2 separate regions of the Gossypium hirsutum genome follow, and region 2 is linked to region 1. The links are chromatin contacts, called in public Hi-C maps. All regions are on one chromosome and are shown on one strand. Each heading gives the region's core, a stretch centred on a gene start, on an enhancer-like site or on the middle of the called end of the contact. The rest is flanking DNA. Distances are from core to core; before and after follow the strand shown. Region 1 has its middle 28 kb from the start of LOC121221156. Region 2 holds the start of LOC107891978.

The links. A called contact is a pair of places that touch in the nucleus more often than the background predicts.
Region 2: a Hi-C map of leaf shows a contact between it and region 1, with 1.6 times the contacts expected there. The contact joins the promoter of LOC107891978 here to the enhancer-like site in region 1. A contact is called at or near these places in 2 of 34 Hi-C or Micro-C datasets (fibers and leaf).

The regions. Positions count from the first base shown.
Region 1 is chrD09:26,073,447-26,078,674 of Gossypium_hirsutum_v2.1, forward strand. No RefSeq gene overlaps it. Among protein-coding and RNA genes, the nearest start is that of LOC121221156, 28 kb to the left of the region's middle. Within about 2 kb of position 2,780, at least 2 of the 9 cell types and tissues checked have an H3K27ac peak or open chromatin away from gene starts, as enhancers often do. A contact at or near this core is called in leaf, where this site is marked.
Region 2 is chrD09:26,300,699-26,305,792 of Gossypium_hirsutum_v2.1, forward strand. LOC107891978 reads right to left here and starts at 1,563. Exons shown (of 3, transcript XM_016816919.2): 1 at 658-1,563. The coding sequence starts at 819.

The DNA.
Region 1 (5,228 bases), core at 1,530-4,029:
TGATGTTCTAACTTGTTTATATCAACCAAAGGGTAATGATTCATGCTTTTGAACATGAATTGTTTTTCCATTCTTCATCAAATAAATGGTATCTTCAGCAAATAGAATTACTTCCTCAACATTGTCTTTAGGTGGTGTGATCTTCATCAAATCAATTACTTAATTTGTGGGGTTCGGAAGAATCGGAAAGATTTCCACTGAACTTTTTAAATTGCTCCTCAAGTGTTGCTCCTTATATAGCTTTCGCGCTCCAACCAATTAATCTCCAAAAACATATTTAAATATGCAAAATTTGGTTAAGCAGGAGAAAAGAATTTCTCACCTTTAAAACGCACTCAATTTGGCTTTTACCCTCCAATAACCTCACCATTCTTGCCTTTTACCTCTCAATTCATCCAACTTTGTTAATTTTCAAAGCTTCTTGGGGAAAAAAAAAAGAAAGAGTACAACTTAGTTGCAGAATTTTTGAGATACGGAGAACCCTAACAAATCTAGGAGGCAATATCATGAAATTGAAACAAAGGAACTGAGACCACACGAAGAGAGGATTTATGCGATTTTTAAAACTTCCTAACACAAGAACAAAACTGTGTTAATTGATGTATAAGAACCAACAAAATCAAATATAAGAAACAATCCAACTCTAGGAATAAAATTTTAAAAAAAGTGGTAGTTATAAAAACCTAGAAAACCTTCTACCCAAATTAGAAATGGGTATTTTTTTATGCTTTTAGGGTTTTTATTTTTGATACTTTCAATTTTTTTTTGAAATAACTCAGAAGATCTTAGTTGAGCAATTCGGTAACAAGGAGAATGAATCATGGTGTTTTCTTAAACCCAAACATTATTCATAAACAAATAAAATAAGAAAATCATAAATAAAGAATAAGCTAAAATATGCTTCAAGTTTTTGTACTCTTCTCATATTTGAAATTTAGGTAGTTTATTTTTATTTTTAGAAATTTAGTTATTTTAAAATTCAGGTGTAATTGTTAACTTTGATTAAAATTTTCTATTAAATTCACTCGTGCGATATTTTGAAAAAAAAAATCTTACTTAATTGTCATGTAATAGAAAAATAATGTTGTATTAAACTTACATTTAACAAAAAAAAAATAATGGTATTAACAAATAAATTTGTATTTTTAAATTTAAAAAATAGAAGATTATATTTCTTGAAGAAAAATGAAACTAAAATTTAAATATATAAAAAATACATAGGATTAGCATCTCTTAACCTAAAGAATAATAAATAAAAAATAAACTAAAAAGAACGTAAGAAAAAACCAAAATAAAGGGTAGAATGTGTATAGCCCTCTAATAAACAAAGTGATTAGCGATCACGGTTATTAGAAAGTTCCCTGCTACTAGTAACCCTCTGGAAAACTCACTCCTAGCAAAATGGATAATTGAGACTTCGAAATAAGTTGGTAACTAAACAACTTTTCCAACAAAGATGAATCTTTCAATCTCTGAAATGCCTTACGCTATACTTTTATTATTTAAAAAGCACAATTGCAAAGGTTGCCAAGCAATGTATTTATAGGATTACAAATAAATTTAAGAAAATTCAAAAGGAAATACAACTTTAATGATGTGTTTAAGCCAATTATATAATTTAAGAGATATGGTAGAATTTAGACCTGTCCATGGGCCGGGCCGGCCCTGGTTTGGGCCGGGCTCGGAAAAAATTTTCAGCCCGCCTCCTAGGCCCGGGCCTGGCCCGAAATATGGGCCTAAAATTTTTCCCAGACCCGGCCTGGGAAAAATATAATAAGCCCGAGCCCGGCCCGACCCGGCCTATTTTTAAAATAAACATTAAAAAATTATTTTAAAAATAAAAAAATAAAAAAAATTATTTTAAAAGTATTTTAAAATTAAAAAATAAAATATATATATATTTATTATATTTGGGCCCCGGCCCGGCCCGGGCCAAAAAAGTGGTGCCCGAGGCCCGACCCTTTTTTAAACGGGCCTCATTTTTTACCCAAGCCCATATTTCGAGCCTATATTTTTACCCGAACCCCCCATATTTCGGGCCAGGCCGCCCGGCCCATGGACAGGTCTAGTTGAATTACAAATATTATTTTAAAGTAAAATCTTTTCGGGTATTTTCCGTATTCAATTTACAGTCCGTTCAAAATTGTAACTATATTTCTTAATAATGTTATTTCTAAAGTTTAAACTTGCATTTCTCATTAGAAGTACAACCTGTTTTTACTATTGTACTCAATCATTTAAAAAAAAATCCTAAAATTAGCCCAAAATTAATCCAAAGCTTTTCAATGTGTAATTTTCAAATTGGACTTGTATAAATTTTTTATCCATACGCTCTCCAATAATTCAATAGTAATTTGAACTAAAAAAAACCTCATCAATATGTAACTCAACCAAATATACTTGAATCTTATTCAAAATCTAATTGCTATTTAACTCATATTCCAAATTTCATGATGATCAACTTTATTGAATTATTCAATACAAGTGATTTTACTCCATCCATGTTCACATCATAATATGTGGTTGGAAATTGAAAACCAAATATATATCTCGGGAAAAAAAGAAGAATACCTTTTCCTTTTTTTTTTTTTAATGTTTTTGGCAACTGAATTTTACCATCCATTTTAATGACGTTGTGTCTTTTTATTTCCTTTTTTGCAGTCATTATTAGTACTATTAAAGTAATGCAAATTGCATGACAAAAGCTGACTACTTGAGCAGCCATACGTAAGACCGTAAAAAATGGACCACAAATGTCCAGGTCCAACATGCTTTTTTTTATTTAGCTAGCTGCCCTCTATGTTATTAGATCTTAGCCAACAACACCTATGCTGCCTTTAAGAGATACATATATAAGGGGAAATGGCATCCTCGTAGGTTACCGATATTAGCAAAAAAGAAGCCCAGTTAGTTAAATTATCTTGTTAAATAATGGTATCCCTAGTTTAGCACCAGACGTTTGAACATATATATGCTAAGCTGTATCCCTAAGTTGGCCAAAAAAAAGCTGTATCCCTATAATTGGAAACTTATAAAGAGGGACTGACCTTATCTTATTCCTTTACCCGACAATAAAATGATTCTGAAATCTGTATTTGGTAATTATGAAAGCATAAAGGGTGAGGTCCAATCTTTAACCAAGTATATTTGGCTTTTAGTGGATGAATTTGCCGTGGAGATTAGGGATGATAAAACTTGTACTGCTAAATAAATTTGGCATCAACTTATTTTGAATGAAGTTGATTTTTTATTTGAAAAAGTAGATACAAGATGAGACGAGACAAGACGGGATGAGATGAGATGGGGTGGGGTGGATTTTTTTTTAGTAATAGCTATGGAGCGATTATGGTAATTGATTGTCTCGACTCGCTTCACTATATAAAGTTACTATTTTATTCTTATATGTATAAATGATTAAAAGGGTAAAACTATAATAACATAATATAGAAAAAATCATATATTTTATATTTAAATATATAGTTTTTGAAAAATCATGTTTAAATATTTATTTGATGTGAAAAAGATTAAAAAAATTAAAGATAAATAGAAACGGAGTAGGGTGGAGCAGGGATGAATGCATCCAATATCCATGAAAGTGATAATAATTTTCAAGATTATATATCCATAATGGAGCGGGACAAATGAATGAGTAAAACGTGCCACTTGGGAAGAAGTAATAGATTTAGCAATATTTACTTCTGCACCACTCCATTACCATTCCTAATAGAGCTATTTTCGTTATTTTTGTTTTAAAATTTTGACGTAAATCAAATTAAGCAGCAGTGCCATGTTAGATATAGCTTCAAGATAGCAATATGCTCTTTTATTAGTCTGCAGAGGCTAATTCGTCCACATATATTTCTCATTTCTGTGTCATTTCAACCACTAAAGCAGCATCTATGAATTTGTATATTTAGTAAATGTATTTTTGCATGGTGGGTCTCATTCTCATATATCATCAACTAACAAGATCTGCATATCAAATTGGATCATGCAAATTATGTTTGCTAATTTTTCATGTTAATTGTATAAACATTATAATAATTTATTAAAATTTTAAAGACACAAATACAAATGCAAATACAAATTAACGAATAGTTGAAAAAAATGAGAATAAAAACTTTATTTCAAATACTTAAATAAATTTAAATTTTAAAATTAACATTATTAAAAAAAATTTACTTGAATAACATCCCAATTTAAATAAAACTAGATTTAAACCATTTTGTGAATACCCACCCGCAACAAAAATTCTCTCCTAATATATTATTTTTACGGTTGTTGGTATTGTAAAAACTTGTCGGAAATGATGAAGATTTTACAGCCGAAACATGCTGGTTTTGACTTTGTAACATGATCTCGTAAGATTTGAGTAGGAGCAAATTGTAAGGCACATGGCATGTCATGAAAACAGCAGCCGCAAAGAATGCAATGATGAAAACAGCAGCCGCAAAGAATGCAATGATCATTCAAACTGAGAATCTGTTTTTGTGCAGAGATATATACTATAATCCAATTCACACCACACTACACATTTATTTCCTAATTATTTTTATAAAATTCTAATACATCCCAAGAGTTAATTAACACATCAAGAGCACTAATTTTTTGTACTAATCAAATATGTAGAAAGGCAAATGATTAAATCATTCCAAAAGTAATCCAGATTGAAAAAATAAAGGTGGTAGGATTTGGGTTGTTATGGAGAGTTAGAAAGGTAAAAGGCGTGAGAGAAATAATTTTTTTACTATAAAAAAGGATAGCAAATGGCATATAGGGGGAGTACAAGAGGGACAGGTAGTGGTTAGTACCTCTCTCCTGTTGTATACCCTACACTTATTATTCTTTTGAGTGGGTGTCACTTTTCTCTTCCTATAAATACAGGCCTATCGGACGACTTCTATAGATCATTCACCAATGTCTTTCTTTCCATTCAACCTTTTTTCTTTCCCTTTCTTAAATAGTTATACTTTTCATCTCCCAAGGCCAACCTTTCCTTTTAAAGTAACCTTTTCTTCCTTTCCTATGGTCTAATGAATTTTTAACTAAAACAATAGTGCGTAGGTGTAGGGACTCTAAGGGCCGGGGAGGAAAGCGAGGAGGCAATTGGTGATTGTTGTTGACAGAAGATAGAGAGCACAGATGATGGTGTGCAATTAGGAGTCTTGAAGCAATGCATCCCACTCCTTTGTGCTCTTTATGCTTCTGTCATCACCTTCAAGCCACTC
Region 2 (5,094 bases), core at 313-2,812, 230 kb after region 1:
CTATAGCATCAACATTTAGCAATTGACGAGAAATATTGTTACTTTTACTACTTGAATGTGACTTCTATAAGGAATGATTACACTTGAATGTGTTCCACTCAAACCATTTGTAATCGCTCCTTTTTGTTCAAGTCATTAAACTCTTCGTCATTTCTTCTGACTTTTATTAACTTTTCAACCTCTAGTGGCAAGTATATTGAAAGCATCAATTAACCAATTGAGCCAAAAGGAAGGAAATACACCAAAAGTTTAACTAGTCATTGGCTCATCAAGCTCTCCCCAAATCAGCCACAAGAAAGCAAATTCAAAGAGAAACCAGCATAATAAGTACTGTGTCTTTCGTTTATTCTTGCTTTTGTGATACTCAAAACAGTAGATTTACACTTAAACAGTTATTACATTATTTCCATTCTGAAAGATTGTAAGATATTTGTACGAAACAGATCAGGCCACCTTCAAAGTTAAATACTTCACTCCCTAAAGTCATAGAACAATATAAAAGTTGAGAACTCTACAGCCTACAAATATAATGATGTTCCTAACAGGTTTTGATCCCATAGGTACAGAAATTCCAAAACTTTGAAAAGAACCCATTACTCAAAATTAATCTAAATAACAAATGGCAGAAGAGAGAGAGAGAGAGAGAGAGAGACTGACAGACATCATGGAGACAACCCATTGGTGACGAGACTGGGCATTTAAGCCGATGACAGTCCTTGTAGGGTGCTTGATAATGGTACAAAGAAGCCATAGATGATAGAGAGAAAGCAGCAGCAGTCCCAATGGAACCAGTACGTAATCCAACTTATCTTGTTCCATGATTCTTCTTTTTCTTCCTTCTTCTGCGAGGTTTGAGGATCCTTAGCCGGTAACACAAACAAGAAAATGCAATCGATTATTTGCCAATTATCAAACAAATCTCTATTCCCTTCTACAAGCCCTATAAGCTAATTTTACTGACAGAGATCTCAAAAACTCTGCTTATTTATATATATAACTGCAAAACTCATTTACTGTATAGAATATTGATTCCAATTAGAACTTTTATTTAAGTTACCGACTTCAACTAGAATCGTATATGAACCTGGCATCCAAAAATAACTCGACAGCATATAATCCGGAGGCAGTCCCTGTAAGAACCAAATCTTATCAATTGAACCAATCACTGTCGGCTCGAAACTCAATGTGATTTCGGATACCATGGGGTGTAAAAAAAGGGTTAAATTCAATTTTTAATTTTAATTACATAATAAATATTATTTTGAACAATAAATATTTTATTAAATAGTTTTAATTTTAAATTTTAGATTCTTTATTTAAAAATACAAGTTCTTTTTTATATAAAAAAAAAGGAAAATAAAACCCTTGAACCTCACTGAAAAGTACTGATGATAAAGGACATCATGGACAGTGTCCTGCTATTTTTTTAACTGTATAAAGAAATAGAAGAATGCGTACTCTTTTGGGGGGCTTCTTTTTATTGGGAAATTTAATGTAGGACAATAATGCAAAGAACATGACAGCAAATAAAAAATAAATGGAAATTTGATTAAACTAGAACACAAGTTGTAACTTCTAACTTGCTTGTCTATAATATACTTCTTCCTTATTTGGCCTCATTGCTTGTATCAAAATATAACTACAATGATGGTATCAAAATAAATAATAAATTAGTGATGGTATATAAAAATATATAATACATGTACTCTAAATCATATAAACGACATCATTGTTAAGAAGGATAATCACGAATTTTAAATATGAATCCTAAAAACAGATATGAATACCAAATTTAAAATAATCATATATAGTATTTTTTTTAGAGAGGGATTCACTTATATCCTTTTGTATTTTTTGTACGATTAATATCTTAATAATTCTATTATTAGATTTAACACTTCATTCATATAAATTATGTATATCAAATTTGATGTAAATTAAAATTTTCTAACGATTTGTTTTATAAAAAAAATTAACTGTTGAATATATATCAATATATAAAGTATTTTAGATCGAGATGATAGAGATATTAGATCAATTCGAAAATTTATATGTATGACAAATATAATTATATCGATAAATTCAACTGTTAAATCATTAAAATATTAAAAATTTTATACCGGGGTAAGTCAACCTTCCTTCTTTTATTTTTAGATAAATAATTAAACAAATTCCAAACTTTTTTTGGTAGAAAATAAAGCTTAAGAAATGCCTAAAATTCGAGTGAAGCTAATGTATTTCATCTACTTCTAGCAGTGAACAATGAATATTCTCCTCCAACAAATATCTCACATAATACGGTGGATCAAAAAGGACCACTATCCGATCAATTCCATCTCCCATTATCTTAAATAGACAATCAACAGCTTTATTACTGTCCCTTATAAAATGCAGAAAATTTACTTACCAAATTTTAATACATCATTAGTGAATCATCCTGATTTCGCCAACATTACTAACCGCTGCTAAACCATTCCGAATAACGTGAATTAACAGTGCATTATACTTTCCAACAAACAAATTCCAAACCTTTTAAGTTAGATTCACCCTTTGATTAAATGAACCATAAATTATTCAATAATTGCTTTCAGTAAAAAGGTATAGTGAAAAAAGTCAAAACATCAAATTTGCTGATCTGGTCATGTGTCAAAAAAGAGTTGGAGTTAATATATTTAGGTATGTCATGTTCAATTATTTTGGCGTTTCTTAATAATTGCAGCACCATCTCCTTTAATAACTATTTGTTTAAAGCTTTTTTTGAGCTATTACCACGTTATCTTAATTTAATAAATTTGGTTTGATAATGATTTTTATTAGTATAATGTGCAATATTAAATTTGTTTTAAATGGAAAGGTAATTTGGTTGATGGCATCAAGCTTGAAAATTATTCCTTTTAACTTGGGTTGGGTTTGATTAAAGATTTAATTAAACAAAAAAACTCCTAGATAAAGGTAGAAAAAATATTGTAACATATCTACTACGGCCGGATCTTGTCTAATTGTTTAATATCAAAATTACTTTTAAAAATATTATCTTCTTTTAGGTTGGAATAATCCATTCTTAAGGAGGATCTATCTTTTCTCAAGAAAAACAAAAACTTTTAAACAACTTTTAAAGATCATTCAACGTATAATTTGAGTGGGCTTGAGAGGCATATATTTAGGTGAGACTGAATCAGAGAAGATTCAATCTTTATTAGTGTAGTACTTATGTGTTGTCTTAGTCATATGAATACATCACATCTATATTCTTTTTACTCATCTATTATTAGTCCCAAATTATTTTATCATAACTCATATTTTTAATAGGACCAGTTTTAGTATTGACCATGAGCTTATTAGAGTCCTTTGAAGAAGACTTTGGCATAGAAGGTAAAAGTTCCTACAAGATGAACATTGACTACGACCATCGAAGCTTTTTTTTTTGTGATGCTTAAATCAACCACGGGTGTATCTTAATGTAAGAGGAAATTGTTGGAAAATATGGACATCACATATATAATAAGAGTAATTACATGTTATTATTTACTATTATGATAGGTTAGCCCAAATTAAAAGTGATCTAGTTTGGTTAAAATTTCATTGCGCTTTAATTATTAGATAAAATATGGGTCAAATATGTGTAGATACTCTAGTAATTAAGTTCTAATCAATTTCTAATTAATGAGAGGCTAATTAAGAATTGGGACTATGTGCCAAAGTTATATATATTAGGGTTATGGTCTCCAAATTGCACACAAGATAACTTTTCTAATATCTCATCCTTAGGAAAGAGAGAGCAAATATTCTTTGAATTTCTTGTGTGCTAATTTGGAAGATCAAATCTCCAATATTCGAAAAACTTTAAGGAATTCATGGATTCAAGTACGCTTCCGCATCTAGTTTTGTTCTTGATTTATTTGTAATGATTTGATATGATAGATCCTGGTTTATTAAGTTTTATTTTAGATTTATTTTACAAATCTAACAAGTGGCATCCGAGCTTTGTCATGTTGAATCATTGAGAATGAATTAATTCTTTATTATTTTTGGATTGATTCGTTTTTCTTTTTTAATTTTATGGATTTGATATCTCAATTATACATTATGTTGAATCTTTAAGATTCTTGATAAAATTTTTGGATTTTGATTCTTTAAATTAAACTTTTAGGGTTTTATGATTTAGATTGAATGCATTATTATATTTTTGGGTGGTTCTCTTTCAATCGCTATTCAAAGATGAAGGATTTGTTCGTTATTTCGTTTACTATACTTCTATATCCGTAGGCCAATTTTATAATAATATTCTACTTTTAATTTGGATTGAGCCAACATGATATTTTTTAATTTTGGATTAATTTGAAGTTTTTACGAATAGGTGGTTGAATCTTTTTTTAAAGTTTGAGGTTATTGCTTTAAAATATATTAAATGTAACACTCCGATTTTTGAGGTTAGAAGTTTGGGCATTTAAGTAAGGGTCAGTAAGTATGTTGAGCTATTGTGTTTAGTTATGCGTTTTAATGTTAGAATGGGTCTGTTGGTCTAGTGGTTAGTTGTGTGTTAGTGTATCTTTGGGTCTTGTGTTCAAATCCTTGTATGTGCATTTTGGAGAAATATTTTTATTTTGTTAAATAGTAGATTTGTTTTAAGTTTAAAAATAACTATTTAGAGTTATTTTTATTTTTTTGGTTACTACTATCTTTCTTTTTTCATGTTCTCCCCCTCCCTCTCATTGGTTCCCCTTTCTTTTTTCCTTTTTTTCTTTTCTTCTTTTGGAAAACAGTTTTGTTTGTGGTTTTCGAAGAGCTTCAGTTTCTTTGCCGTTAAATCGATGTTTGGAAGTCTTTGATCGCGAATCAGGTGTGGGATTCGAACCTTATCTAATTTATTTGCGAGTTGTTGTTTCAGAAATTCTTTTGTGTGTCAAAAACCGTTGATTTTGGGTATTTAGTTGTTGAGGAAGTATAGGGAATATTGCGTATTCTGATATATTTTTGCTATAGATAAGGTCGGGGACTAATTTGATGGCTAAAACAGCGATTTCGGCCTATTTTGGAGTGGTTTCGTGACCACATTGGTGGCCACACGGGCATGTGCATTTTCACACGATTGTG